2 separate regions of the Xenopus tropicalis genome follow, and region 1 is linked to region 2. Evidence: chromatin contacts called from public Hi-C data. All regions are on one chromosome and are shown on one strand. Each heading gives the region's core, a stretch centred on a gene start, on an enhancer-like site or on the middle of the called end of the contact. The rest is flanking DNA. Distances are from core to core; before and after follow the strand shown. Region 1 holds the start of clhc1 (clathrin heavy chain linker domain containing 1). Region 2 holds the start of eml6 (echinoderm microtubule-associated protein-like 6).

The links. A called contact is a pair of places that touch in the nucleus more often than the background predicts.
Region 1: a contact with region 2 is called in a Hi-C map of neurula embryo, with 1.7 times the contacts expected there. The contact joins the promoter of clhc1 here to the promoter of eml6 in region 2. A contact is called at or near these places in 3 of 5 Hi-C or Micro-C datasets (brain, gastrula embryo and neurula embryo).

What each region holds. Positions count from the first base shown.
Region 1 is chr5:24,329,635-24,333,802 of UCB_Xtro_10.0, forward strand. clhc1 (clathrin heavy chain linker domain containing 1) reads right to left here and starts at 1,737. Exons shown (of 12, transcript NM_001126935.1): 1 at 1,689-1,737; 2 at 1-92. The coding sequence starts at 38. rps27a (ribosomal protein S27a) reads left to right here and starts at 2,234. Exons shown (of 6, transcript NM_001016172.2): 1 at 2,234-2,241; 2 at 2,359-2,423; 3 at 4,003-4,057. The coding sequence starts at 2,376.
Region 2 is chr5:24,149,650-24,153,920 of UCB_Xtro_10.0, forward strand. It overlaps eml6 (echinoderm microtubule-associated protein-like 6), which reads left to right and starts at 2,377. Exons shown (of 43, transcript XM_031903079.1): 1 at 2,377-2,465; 2 at 3,226-4,271. The coding sequence starts at 4,084. It overlaps LOC105947452 (a long non-coding RNA gene), which reads right to left and starts at 2,341. Exons shown (of 5, transcript XR_004222856.1): 1 at 2,194-2,341; 2 at 887-1,022; 3 at 260-420.

The sequences.
Region 1 (4,168 bases), core at 487-2,986, 180 kb after region 2:
GGCAGCGGCGGAGTTTGGGAAAATCTGGGAGAACTCATGAACAGAGATGGTTGGTTTCCTACTCGTGGCTACTCACATGCCCTGTGTGGAACCTGCTGGAATGGGGGATAAAAATTAGGTACAGGTATGGGACCCATTATCCAGAATGCTCGGGACCTGGGGTTTTCTGGATAAGGGATCTTTCTGTAATTCGGATCTCCTGCCTTAAGTCTACTAAAAAAAATAATTTATACATTAAATAAACCCAATATGATTGTTTTGCTACCAATAAGGATTAATTATATATTTATATATTACTTGGGATCAAGTACAAGGTACTGTTTTATTATTACAGAGAAAAAGGAAATCATTTTTAAAAATTGAATTATTTAATTAAAATAGAGTCAATGGGAAATGGCCTTTCCCTAACTCAGAAATTTCTGGATAATGGGTTTCCGGATAAGGGGTCCAATAACTGTTCAAACAGAAATACTGCATTACTGTGCTGTAAGTGCTACCACATGCCTATGTTAATGCATCTATAACACCTAATGAACTAAATATTGAACTGCATGCTGTATTGTTGCTTTTAGTAACATGTACCCATTATTTAGCAACTTAAACATAAATTGTTCTTAAAGGAGAAGGAAAGGCTGCCTTCAGTTGTCTCAATAGTGTCCTTAAGTTTCCCCATATTTCTCCTGTTCAGAAGATCTGAAGCCAAACACGGAGAAAAAACGCTGAGCTGGGTAAAGAGAATTCCCATAATGCATCGCTCCTGCATTGACTGTGTGACCGGGACACTGTAGGTGGTGCATGCGCTTTGCTGATTTTCATTCATTCAGAAGCAGGTGTGCTCCCTTCACTGAAACAGGAACAGGCAGCAGGCGAGCGGGTACTGGGTAGCGAGCGGGTGGGGTGCGAGCACAGGTGTGTAGTGACCGGGTGGGATTGCGGGTGTTTGGTGCGAGCGCGGGTGTTTAGAAATCCAAGATAGCGGCCGTGATACTGTGAAGTTAAAAGGAAATTTTGGGGAAAAGTTAGTATTATTTTAAAAAATAAAGTTGGCAATCTGCTACAGGAAAGGGGGCTCTACAACATATTAGGTGCCGGAGTCAGTGAACCCCCCTTTAATGCAGAACGCAAATACTTAAAAAAAAATATACACAATAAAAAATGAAGACCAATATTATTATTTATTTTATAAAGTTAACTTACAGGTGAACCACCTATTTAATAGGGGTGAGCCAGGCACATACAGGGCCTCCCTTTAGATCAAATGTAGATATGCAGAAATAGGAGCAGGCTGGATATGCTATATAATTACTAAATTAGCCAGTCTTATTAGCTCTGATGGGTTACAAGCAGCTACATGGATTTATTGTTTGTGCACTAAAGTTACTGTCTAGGTGGCACAGTCTGTATCTGTACTGGCAAATGCAGAGGGGCTGCTGGAAGATTCCATAGTCACTATATATTACAGATATGTCATAATCGTTACACAATATACTATACGATAGCTCCATGTATTTACTCTCCCTATGGCACCTGTGATGCTGAGGGTCCCAGCAGGGCCAAGGACTTTAGCAACTTACCCTAAACCAGCCCTGCCCTTATAGTGTAAAGACATTTCCAGAGACTTTTTATTGTGAGACATTGGGATTAGTCCCTCTCAGCTGAGGCCGCAATGCGGAATATAATAATATTACCTGCTCCCAGCCCCACGCTCAGCAGCATCCCTCCTAACTTGTATGTGTTCCACTCCGTTACTAGGGGCGTCACCAAGGGGCGGGGCATACTGGTGTGTGGGCGTGGCTGTTAATTATGCCCTCCAGTTTACATAGAACTACACAAAATTATAAAAAAAAATACATGACTTTAAAAAAAAATAGTATATGGAAATCAAACTGCACCGGTTACATACGAGTTTAAAATATGGGTAAAAAGACGGGTTCCATACGTGACGCATTAGTCCAAAAAAACTGCAATTCCCAGAATGCTGCGCGGCTCCGTGGTCCTCACTCCTAAATGAAACATTGTAACTACAGGGGACAATAGCGCCATTTATTTTCCCACCGGCTGACAATATCCTCTAGCGGTTCCCTACATTTGTACAAACCCATTGAGCCGGTATTTATGGAAAGTGTATTGATCAGGCAGTATGGCAGCCAGCTGGGCCCGCCCACACCCCTGCGCCGGAGCTAGGAAAACCCCGTGCGGCCGGAAGGAGGTCCTCTCTCCAGGATCCGCCATTAGCAGGAGGTGAGTGTGGCGGCTGCTCTCCGGAGGCAGCGGAATAAAATGCCTGGGATGGAGGGTCCGTGGCCCCTGGGAACGGTGCCTGTGTGGTGTTTAATGTGCCCTTCTCTCCCACGGCAGGTGGATCCGGCTCCGCGATGCAGATCTTCGTGAAAACCCTCACGGGGAAGACTATCACCCTCGAGGTGCGTGCAGAGCCGGCTGGGGGGAGGACATGTGCCACTGGGCTACAGGGCTAGTACTTCTACTCGCCCGGCTATTAGAGCCTACAGGGACTGAAGCCCCACAATCCGCCCTTGGGTCAGCCATTGCATGCCGGGAGTCTTGGCAGTAGCTCCATGTGTCTGTGGCACCTCCTCTGTCTGTCCTGGGGCATCTGGAAATGGAAATATGTACATCTTCCCTACATACATATATACTGCATATACATCTCCCTACCTACATATATACATCTCCCTACCTACATATGTACATCTCCCTACCTACATATGTACATCTCCCTACCTACATATGTACATCTCCCTACCTACATATGTACATCTCCCTACCTACATATGTACATCTCCCTACATACATATGTACATCTCCCTACCTACATATGTACATCTCCCTACCTACATATGTACATCTCCCTACCTACATACACATCGCCTGTTCTAATTAAGGTCTGATGAGGCCAAGCTCATTGAATACCCCCCAGTATAGATGGGCACCCAGGCATGATTTGCTGTCCCACTGGGAGTGCCATTTGGCCTATACATTTCTATGTATGGATATGTTCTGTCACTCATGGTGGGGTGTCCTTGTGGTACATATAATCCTTAGCAGATTTAATGGGTGTTTCTATTCTTTAAAGGGGGTGTAAACCCATCTATAGCACTGTCCCACCGCTCCCTTGTTTTGCTATACAAGGTGCTGGAAAACATAATTATAAATAAAATTTTACTGATCAAATGCCTTATAAACGCCAAAATATCTGCCAGTGGAAATGCTGATTCCCAGCATTGTTGGGCATCTTGCCGTTATCTTACATATTGATATTATTATGTAATTGCCATTTGTTCTTCATTATATTACACTGGAGTCATGGGAATAAAGGGCAGTGCTAGGAAACGGCTTCCAAGTCCAATTACTGGAACAAGGAGACAGATTTACACAGATCACTTGGAGGAGTTGGCTGTGGAAATCTGGGGAAATGTTTTATTGTGCAATATTGCTTTAAGAATAAACCCTGCTGTTCCTGGGCTAACACAGCATGCTTCAACCTTCATTATAGATTACATTATTCTGTTTTTTTTTTAGAGCAGAGTAAAGTTTGGTTGTGCAGTGCAGCAGGTTTTATGACCACTTAAAAAAAAAAAATAAAAACATAATAGTGGGAACCTGTTACTCGGGGTTGGAAGTGTAAGTGACAGCTCTGCTATATGATGTGGGTTGTATTTACCAAGCACACATGACTTGTGGATGTTGCCATTAGATATTACTACTTGGCCAGCTTGATACATGTGAGAATCCTTGGATGGGTAATAAATATTTAGCTACAAAAGTGCTTTGCAAGGTTTATGGCAGCCCAGGCACTGCTTGTTATCTGGGGATAAAGGGTCTGGGCTTTTATTGCAAAACCATTCCAGCCCTGGTCATGTTAAATGTATGTAATAGATATAATTACTATTCATTACTATATTGTAGTACCATATATGTTTAATGAGTATCTTCTGGCACTGGTCCTCCAGTGATATTAAATATCTTTGTTTTCCCCTGTAGGTTGAGCCTTCTGATACTATAGAAAATGTCAAGGCTAAGATTCAGGATAAGGAAGGTATGATGAGCCATTTACATCAGCTTTTTTTTAAAAATTTATTTTGTGGTCAGCCTTTTATATGGTTATTCTTACTGGTTTGCGCTGACTAAATAAAGCAGCGTTCATGTA
Region 2 (4,271 bases), core at 1,127-3,626:
CTACCCAAATGAACTTGCAATCTAAATAAAAAGGAAAACAACACAATTCTCTGTAAATCTACAGTTTAACAGCTTAATACCACTGATTATATAACATTATCATTATTTTGAATGTGTATGGTTAATGGGAAATAGTACAGCCAGTAAAGGCAATGGCAGGGATCAGGTAGAGCAGTGGCCAAGAATTCAACTTTTCTATGACTGAAACAAGGAACAGTCACTCATTAAAAGTGCAATGTTCTAATAATAACATACCCACCATGGACATTATAAACTACCATAGCACAGCAATGGATTGTAGTTTATTATACAAGGGCTTTAGGTTTGATGGATAATGATTAGCTGCCTCCTCGACTCCCATAGTTGCCAAAGACCATATAGAAGGTATCAGACGTTCTTTTTGTTTCACTGTTTTGCCCTCTATAGTACAAGAAATAACAAAAATATATTTAGTTATATTAAATATTGAATATTTTAATTAAAACAATAGACAACAAGTATGTCCAGCACAAACCCTATTCATTAAACTTATGTTAAACATGTTGAATACATTGCCCTTTAAGACCTGGATCATATAGACAAAGATAAAGCATGATCTAAGCATTGCTTTAGGTCTAGACACAGGGCCAGCTTGGTCTCCTACACTACAGATTACATTAATATTTTACAAAATATATGACCACAGTGGCTGAGGCTGAAAAGCAGAAATATCCATCAAACCCAAACATTCACCCAAATATTTCAAGTTTAGCTTTTAGTTGATCCGTTTGTCCCCAATACAGAACCAGGAGTTGCACTAAATGCATGGAGGAAGACTTCCCCACATTGACCTTACAGTTAGCACAGAAAGTCTTACTCAAGCAGTACCGTCTATAGCAATACTTACAGCTTTTTGAAGAGGATAATAAGGTAAATGACTGCCCCAGAGACAATCAGGAAGCCCACAATCAAAATGATACTGATAGTGATAATGTTTCTTGTATTCTCCGCTTCTATAGCTTTATCCAAATCATCCATGATCTCTGGAAACCAAAGAAACTCATTTACAAAGTGACTGACCATAATTAGAATAAAAATTAAATAACATAAGGCATTACCAGAGGCAGATAGAGAGCTGATTATACTGAAAATACATTGAACTTTTTAACTAGGGAGCATCTATATCTGACTATAGAAAATGACAGCTAATGTCAAAATATGTGTTCTGTTATGTTTCAGATAGCAATCAGTAGATTCAGTGCTGACTGCATTAGCCAGTAGAGGATCTAAGAGATACGGACAGGTGGAGGCAAGTAGGCAGCCTATTGTTTGGCCCCTACCTGCCCATAGCTTGTTATTTGCATGAGTAAGGTAGGGAGTGGCAGAAGGACAGGGCTGAGCTGCACCTACTGACACTGCTCTTTGTACCGAGCACTGGGCAGTTAACCTTTGGGATTTTGTCTCATTCTCTAGTGTTTTTAATTATACGCCTTTATTGTGTCTTGTATTTTGTACCCAGGTACTATTTCATTCATTCATAATTATAATTATTAATATGAATTTATAGCTGGTTATTTTGATCCTATGTAATATGGGACATGAGATCCCACTACACCGCAGAGTCCATTAACCAAACTGTTATCCTTTGCGCCAATTTTTAGCTTATGTGTGCATGTTTTTAAGCTATACATTTTTCCAGAAGGAATAAATAAAGGGTATTATGTATTTATAAACCATTGCCCAGGTGTAGCTCAATATATAGGGGTTTGTCTCTTTTTTTTTCATATGTTGACATTATATTATCCTCATAAAACTCTCACTCACTACAGGGTTATAAATTAAGTGATTAGGATTTTAGGGGGAATCTCTAGGGGCCGGGGAATGCTTCCTTTTTTAAAAATGTTCTTAACTATAAAAGCAAAAGACTCTGGAACAGATAAGTGGCTCAGCAAGTATAAAGGCCCCAGAGAAGCAGTTTTGATACATGTTTAGGAAAAATGTCTTGTTCCCAAAGCTTAAGGGGTCCCTAAAGTATTTTTGCTGTTGGGCTCCAATAACTTTTAGTTATTCCACTGACGGACTATTCCACAAAGCAGCCATTGTTTCATTTCATTATATTACCAGACTGGTTGAAAAATAAAAATTACAAACAACCATGAAGCTTAAACTTCACTTAATAAATGTGAGAGCAGTCAATAGCACTAGGCTTGGCACCTGGTCAGTAGAATAGCACATACAATTAATCCTAAATTGCCCTTGTCTTTCTTGTGTGCTCTAAACTAATCCCTTCAAAAACAAAAGCCAAAGCTATAACAAGCCAATTGTCTCTTGCGGCCATTGCCCGGCAACCAACAACAAAAATAGATATAGTTTGGCAACTTCAGCTCGCACAGGCCTGACTTATCACTCTACGGGTAATGAGTGCACCCAGCGGGATTCTGGGACGTGTATTCTCTGTGTCAACAACTTCGAGGAATTAGAAATAGGTAAAACCGCATCAAGACTACGTTTCCCACAACCCATTGCAGCGAACAGAAAGGGGCAGCTGGTGTACGCCCGCTCGGCGTCGCCGTTTCCATGCAATACGCTCCTCTCTCCTGGCAACTGCTCCGAGTGGTATTCACAGAGGCGATATACGTAAGAATCACTGATTCAAAGTGATTCGGTTACGGCGCTCATTCTCCCGCCTTCTGCATGAGATTGCGAGCCGTGCATTACTTCCCCTCCAGTGGAGTGTAAGATTATTAGTAGCAGCAGCCGAGCATTAGTCTGTCGCAGAGGCAATGCTCTTTTTGCTGCATGACAGTGACAAAATGCCCTTACTATAAAACGCATTAAAACAAAATGCCAAAACTGAAATAAAATGTTTTAGTCTCCACATTTGCAAAAAGTTTTTAAACTGCAGTGTTAAATTAAAGCTCCCCTTGCTGCTTTCTACTAGAAACACTAGAGGGGGGAGGCATGGGGCGGTCGGAGTAGGCCTTATGGATTATGGGCGAGCAGAGGGAGATGGCAGAGGGGGATGAGGAGGCTGTTGTGACAGTGAATGGCTAAATATGAACAGCACGGAGCTGTGACAGGAGAGAGGCAGGAGCGGTGACATGGGGGAGGGCACAGGAGGATTTCAATATCTCAGTATCCCTGAACGCTGGGAGGACGGAGAGCTGACAGGGGGAGGGCATAAGCGGCATACACTTTGCTTGTATTGGTTTTCTTTCTGTTTTTTTTTTCACATTTTCTCTCCAGATCCAGCGAGTGCCGGGCTGCAGAGGGGCAGGCTGCACAGATGGAGCTGAACAGGAAGATGCTGCAGTGAGGAGCTATTCCTTGTGGCAGCAGCCCTGGACACTGCTTGTTCTGCTCCCTTGGGAGTGACACTGTGACAATCTGTGCACCCCTTGCAACCTCATCCTGTCTGACTGGAATTCATTATCCTTTGTTAATTAGGGAGATAAAGGTAGCCCCTATACCTAAGGAAGAGGGAGACCCCCTGACTGGTGAGGACATGCAATGAATAAACTGCTGGGCACAGTGATCCTTTACCCTTCCCTGCCTCTGGGTATCTGTGGCCCTGTTGCACTTTGGCTCCCCCATCATTGCCTACTAAGATTCACTTGGGAATAATCCTGTTGCCCACCAATAAGTGCGACTGTGAGCCCCCTGCTGTGACTAAGGCATGGGCAGACCCTTGCCTCCTGGAGACATGCAATAATCAGACTGATGGACGTTCTTGTCTCCTTCCCTTCTCCGCTGCTGGCGATCTCTTGCTGCAGCCTGGACAGGGGATTATGGTGGCACTGTACTGCTGGCCTGCTAGAACTCTGATCAGCTCTCCATTTCATAAGGAAATGAAATCCTGAACATCTGTGGAGGAGGATCTGCCTACAGGTATCGGGGAGAAGCTCCTCTTGCAAAGAAAAGGACTTTGGGCCACATCCCCTATTCTTCTCCATTCTCCTCTATCCACAGCATCCTGCATTCACAGAGAATAATGAAGTCTTAGGGGGTTCAGTCTCACCAGAAAGACATCTTCCATAAATCATTATATCATTGCAAGCTCCTTTATTAGCTGTCCAAAAAAATATTTCACCTTCCTTATATACCATGGCGGACAGGACTGCCCCAGCTTGCCAGCTACGCTTGGAGTGGGTATATGGTTACAGGGGGCACCAATGCCGTAACAACCTGTACTACACCGCTGGCAAGGAGGTGGTGTACTTTGTCGCTGGTGTTGGGGTGGTGTATAACACCAGAGAACACAGCCAGAAATTTTTCTTGGGCCACAACGATGA